2 separate regions of the Macaca mulatta genome follow, and region 2 is linked to region 1. A link is a contact called in public Hi-C data. All regions are on one chromosome and are shown on one strand. Each heading gives the region's core, a stretch centred on a gene start, on an enhancer-like site or on the middle of the called end of the contact. The rest is flanking DNA. Distances are from core to core; before and after follow the strand shown.

Region 1 (2,761 bases), core at 55-2,554:
GAACATGAGAAAATACATATTCTCAGTCTGATAGGTCTCCGACTTGGGGGTTCTTTTACTGTACTTTTTTCTCTCTAGTAGCCGAACATTTTAAAGGAATCAGCAGAAAAAACATCAAACTTCAGAACCAATTAGACTTTTAAAAGCAACGTTCTTGCCCTTTCCAGAGATACATGCCTTAATCCTCCTACAAATCATGACCTTACCCGGTAACTTTAAGGGTGAACATCAACTTATCTACATTTTGGCGCTTGCTTTCCCTAAGTGGCAGATGGTTTCTATTAACCTAAAATTGAAGTCCTTGTTGGGGGACCCCTAATTCCATGTCTAGTCCTAGTGCCCAGAGGCTACCAAAGACGATACGAATAGCTTCTCAGGCACTCCACCCACCATTTACCTTGTTAATGCAAATCTCGCCCAGACCTGGGTCCCGAAATTATTTTACCCTGCAGAACAGAAATGTTATGGTGTTCATTCAGTGAACTCGTCCCTAGTTTTTAATCTTTGTATTTTCTGCGTATACTTCGAGCCACCAGTAACTTTCCCAGTTACCAAGAAACAGTGTAACACAGGTTGCTATTTGTTTTGTTCGGAATTTACGAGCCATTTAAGCACACACGTGATTAGCAACACTAAGGGGGCTCTTCCAGGCAAAGAATCCACAGAATGAGAGGCCCTTGGTACCCAAATGAAGCAACAATGAAAGATCGGCGAAGCTCAGCAAGGTGCCTGAGCGCCACGGACGCCTGCTCTGATTTCAGGTTGCCGGCGCGCGCCCGCGGGTCTGCCTTTATGGGCGAGGCGCAAAAGGGCTCCAGGAAAGAGGGCGCCCTTAGGGGCTCGGAGATTAGCGTGGGCGACCCTGCCACCAGCCGCCCCCACCACAAAGAGGAGGAAACGCTCCGCATCCCGTCACCAGGGCAACTCTGCAACCCGACACCAAGGCTCAAGATTCCGCATCCCGGGCAGCGGACACAGAAGAAAAGCACATCGCGGCCCGGCCGCGGGGCTCCAAGGCGTCCCTGCGGCTGCTGTTCCTAGGGTGCCGAGAGCGACGCGGGGGCCACCCCTCTCCGCCGGCCCGGGATCCGAAGATCGGCATCCGCCGCAACGCCACCGCGCCGGGCCGGCGCCTGCCGCACGTGGCGGCCGTGATTGTCCCGGGGCGGTATCCCTCCGCGCCCCCGCCTCAGTCTCCCCCCGCCCTTCCCGGGACCCTCCGTGCCAGGGCGCCGCGGAAGGATCGCACGCACGCGCGCGCGCACGCCCCGCCGTATCCGCGGAGAACGAAGGGCGCTGCGGTAAGGAGCAGCCGCCGCCACCACCACCGGCACAGCCGCTCCGCAGCCTCCCGCCGCTGGTTAGTCAGCCCCGCGGCTGCGGGCGGCCGGGTGGCCGGGCGCGCTCTGAGGTTCGTCCCTCATCGCTGAACCCGCGTCCTCCCTCCGCGGCTCCTCGGGGAGGGGGGCGGTCGGTGCCTGCGCAGAGCCGCCTCCTCCCCGCCCCCGCCCCGCCTTCCCCCGCGCCGCCGCCGCCGCCGCCGCCCGCTACCGCTACCGCCGCCGCCGCCGCCGCCGCGCCTGCTGCTCCTCGCCGTCCGCGCTGCAGTGCGAAGGGCTCGAAGATGGCCGGTTGGCAGAGCTACGTGGATAACCTGATGTGCGATGGCTGCTGCCAGGAGGCCGCCATTGTCGGCTACTGCGACGCCAAATACGTCTGGGCAGCCACGGCCGGGGGCGTCTTTCAGAGCATTACGGTGAGGACCAGTGGCGGCCGGGACCCTGGTCCCTGCACCGGAGTGGGGTTGGCGGGCCGCGGGGGCGCCGCAGCGCGGGGCCGGAACACCGAGGGCCGAGCCCGCAGGTGTGCTAGGCAGCGGGCGCCGAGGATGCGGCTGCCGGGCAGGCTGGGAGGCCGAGGCCCGGAGACGCCCCCTCACCCGGGGCTGCGCTGACAAGCGGGGGCGGCGGCCAGACTCCTTGCTGGCCCTCGCCGGGCGTCCCCGGCGTTCCCAGCGTGGGTCCAGGTGCCCGGGTTGGGGGAGGGGGCACGCACCAGCCAGGGCAAGGGGAGGGTTTCCTTTTTTCCTGCTAGTGCGGTTCCCCTAGGTTCTCTTGAAGCCCTGAGGTTTGCTATGCACGTCCTGGGGTGGAAGCGGGGGTCGGGGATCCGGGCCGGGGAGCGCGGGCCCCGGGTAGAGGTCCCCAGGCTTCTTGGCCGCCTCTTGCTCGGCGGACAGCTAGCCGCCCGCGCCTCCGGCTGTGGGAGGCGGTGGCCCCGACCCGGCCCCCGGGATTCTCGAAGCGACTTTGCGTAGGTTTGCCGATGTCCAGGCCTCTGGGGCTTGCGAGAGATGTGCGCCGACCGCGTAGGTGGATTCGTGAATCTCGACTTCAGCTGTAGCTCTATAGGTTGTTTTTTTTTTTTTTTTTTTTAATTCTCCAAGATGGCGAACTGCCATTGATTTCTCTCCTTCTCATATGGAGATTCATCGATATACGGTTATCCCCAGTTACGCAACATAGCTGAAAAAAGGGGTGCTTTTCGGGGGCTTTCAATTATCTGCGAAGACCAGGAGCACACTTCACTTCTCCAAGTCCCTCCCTCTTTAGTGGTGGCAGTAAAGGAACTAATGCAGTTTTATGCTTCACATTGCCTGATTTTCTTGAGACTTGATGGTTTTGAGTTGGTTGCAGTATGTTTGGGGAATATTTGCAAGTAAGCCTCCAGCTTATTGTTTTGCCTGTTTCTGCCCAAGGCT
Region 2 (2,761 bases), core at 106-2,605, 440 kb before region 1:
CACGCTCCGGGCCGAAACGACTCCTCCTCCGTTGGCGGGAGCAGCAGCCGCCGCTGCCAGCTGCCCATCCAGAAGGAGGTTTGGGGAGACGGTCCCGGGAGTCTCCGCATCCCCAACATTGTTAAGCGTCTCTTCGGAAGAGCTGCGCTCGCAGACCTCCTCAGGGCCATAATCCGTGGCCCGAGAGACGTCGAAAATCTCGGAGGAGACGTCCTCTGTACGTGACTCGTCCGGGTCGTCCAAGCTCTCAGTGTCCTCGGTGATGCTAGTGGCCACCTGGGCCGTGGTGACACTGGTGATCTGGAAGCAGCTCTTCTTTTTGGCCGGCATCTTGGACATGGTGAAGAAGGCTGGAGGGCAGAGAGGCACGCCGGCTCCTCCGGGTCCTGCCGGAAACCAGGGAGGGCAGAGCACGGGCCCCCAAAGACAAAAGTCCGAGTCTGCGCTGGGGTCCGAGGCCCGCCGCTGTAAGAGTCACGAGCTGATCCAGGCGCTGGTCGCCCGGTGAGACATCCTCCTCCTCGTTTCCTTCTCTGTGTCTGTCTCTTCGGCTCTGCCCCCGTCTCAGTCCCGCGGCGGCTCCTCCTTCCTTTTCAGCTCCCGCAGCCGCGGCGCCTCAATTCAATTCCCTCAGAGGCGGCGAGAGCGCGAACCCAGGGGCGGGCCGGCTGCTTCCTCTCCCGTCTCCGGGCAGCCGTGGTCAGTCCAGCTCGGCGCTCGGCGCGGTCAGCAGGCCTTGGCTGGGGGTGGGAGTGGGAGGGCGAAGAGGAGGAGGAGGAGGAGGAGGCGGTGGCGGTGGCGGCGGCGGCGGCGTGAGGGGCGGTGCTGCCCCGCTCGGGCTCCTCAGGCCGGTGCCGGCGTCAGCGCTGGGCTCTCCGACTGAGGGAAGGAGTGGCGAGTCCGGAGTCGGAGATGCCTGATTCAGCCGGGAGCCGCGGGCCGGAGCTGGCTGAAGGTCCGCCGGCGGGCGGTGGGGCTGCGGCGCGGGCAGGCGGCCCTCCCTCCCCGGCTCTAGCCGGAGCTCAACCCCAGGGACATGTCGACTCTCTCTGGCGGAAACCCGCTCTGGGGGAGGGGAAAGCCGGCTCGGTCCTCCCCTTACAGGGGGAACCACCCCTGCGGGCGGGCGGCGACGGCGGTCTCGGCCTCCCCTCGCGGCTTCTCTCACAGAGGGGCGGCGGCGGCGGCAGACCGCTGGCACGGGAGCGGAGGCACCCCGGCTGTGTGAGGTAGCGGTGGTGGCTTCTTCGGCTCCTTCTCGGTGCGCCCAATTCCTAAACCCCGGAGAAACTGAAATTCACACTGCTGAAGCGGCGGCTGCAGCTCCCTCCGCTGGGCCAAGATGGGGCTGAAATGGCCGCGCCAGGGATGCTGGGAGAAGCAGCAGCCCCGCTGCCGCCGCCGCTGCCGACTAAAATGCCGCCGCTGCCGCAGCTACCGCCAGCGCCGCAGCCGCCGCCGTTCCGTGACGCACCGGCGTCGTGACGTCACCGCTCCGCCCCCTCCGGTTTCCTGCAGTATCGCGTGGAACTTGGGGGGGGGGCAATGGGCGGAGCTAAAGGTTAAAAAAGGGAGCGGTTTCTTTATTTAAAATTTTTTAAATTTAAATTTTGTGTTGAAGGTTCTTTAAGAATTGACGAGCTAAAGACAATTTTTAAATTCCAAGCCTAGGGAAGCTTACAATGGAACTAATCAGATGTTTTTACGTCGGTTTGTTCCGAGACATTGGAAGACTGGAGGTCATGTGCTTGTGTCTAATGTTTAGCAAAATCTTAGTGAAACGAGGGCGATAGGAATGGGGGCTGGGGAAAACTTAGATGGGATAAAGAGAGATGCGGCTGGAAGAACTAAATCACTTTAAAACTTCTGAAAATAAATGTTGACCATTGTCGTCAGAGGAGTAAAATGTTCAGAGAAATGGGGATGATTAAACAAGAACAGCAAGCCAGATTGAGTCAGAAAATTATCTTCCTGCCAGAAATTCTGTCTCCAACAACGGCATCAGGGGATGGTTACTTGCCCAGGGTGAAGTCAGTTTTTAAAAAGCTTAAGGGTTACCAACGTATTCCTAAATTTCCTGAATTTGCTGTGATTCCAGGATTCATTTAAACTCCTGACACTGTTTTTACTTTCGGCACGGAATCAGCTTATAGGCTTTATAAATGTAGAACCTACTGCATTATAGTTCTTTTTGTTTATTCTAAAACTGTTAGTAGCAGCCAGGGTGTTATATGATTTGGATTGGGCCACAAACAACCATAACGAGTGATAAAGCACCTTTTCCTGTTGCAGTACAAAGCATAACTATGAAAAGAAAGTACTGGCAAATTTATCATCTTGTAGCTAGTTCCTGGCCAAAGAAAATGGTAAGGCCATTCTTTTAAGCAGTTAAAAAAAAATGGGGATGGGCTCCTAAACTTTGACATACTAAAGCAGTCATCATTTAGGTAAAATCTAAGTCTTAATGGAAATCGAGATTTCATATCTACTGCAGCGTTAGCAATCACATTATGATAACTTAAATCAGTAAATCGTTGAACTCGGTTCTCTAATCTTTGAAGAATAGAAATACTTTTTAATCCCAAAAGGTGTTTTGAGAATTAAATTTGCAGAGAATTTTTTAGGTCTTTAGTTGTAATTTATACAACTAGGTCTTTTAATCTTAGTGGAAACCATGCCCTCCAAACCCAAGTGACTAGAGTCAGAATGTGAAATAAGACCACATAAAATCCCTGTTTCTTAAGGGGGTGGGCGAAAGTAA

The links. A called contact is a pair of places that touch in the nucleus more often than the background predicts.
Region 2: a Hi-C map of fetal cortex germinal zone shows a contact between it and region 1, with 7 times the contacts expected there. The contact joins the promoter of TSC22D2 here to the promoter of PFN2 in region 1. A contact is called at or near these places in 2 of 14 Hi-C or Micro-C datasets (fetal cortex germinal zone and fetal cortical plate).

The regions. Positions count from the first base shown.
Region 1 is chr2:52,993,146-52,995,906 of T2T-MMU8v2.0, reverse strand. PFN2 (profilin 2) reads left to right here and starts at 1,304. Exons shown (of 4, transcript XM_015131794.3): 1 at 1,304-1,756. The coding sequence starts at 1,625.
Region 2 is chr2:53,433,998-53,436,758 of T2T-MMU8v2.0, reverse strand. TSC22D2 (TSC22 domain family member 2) reads right to left here and starts at 1,355. Exons shown (of 4, transcript XR_001443148.3): 1 at 1-1,355.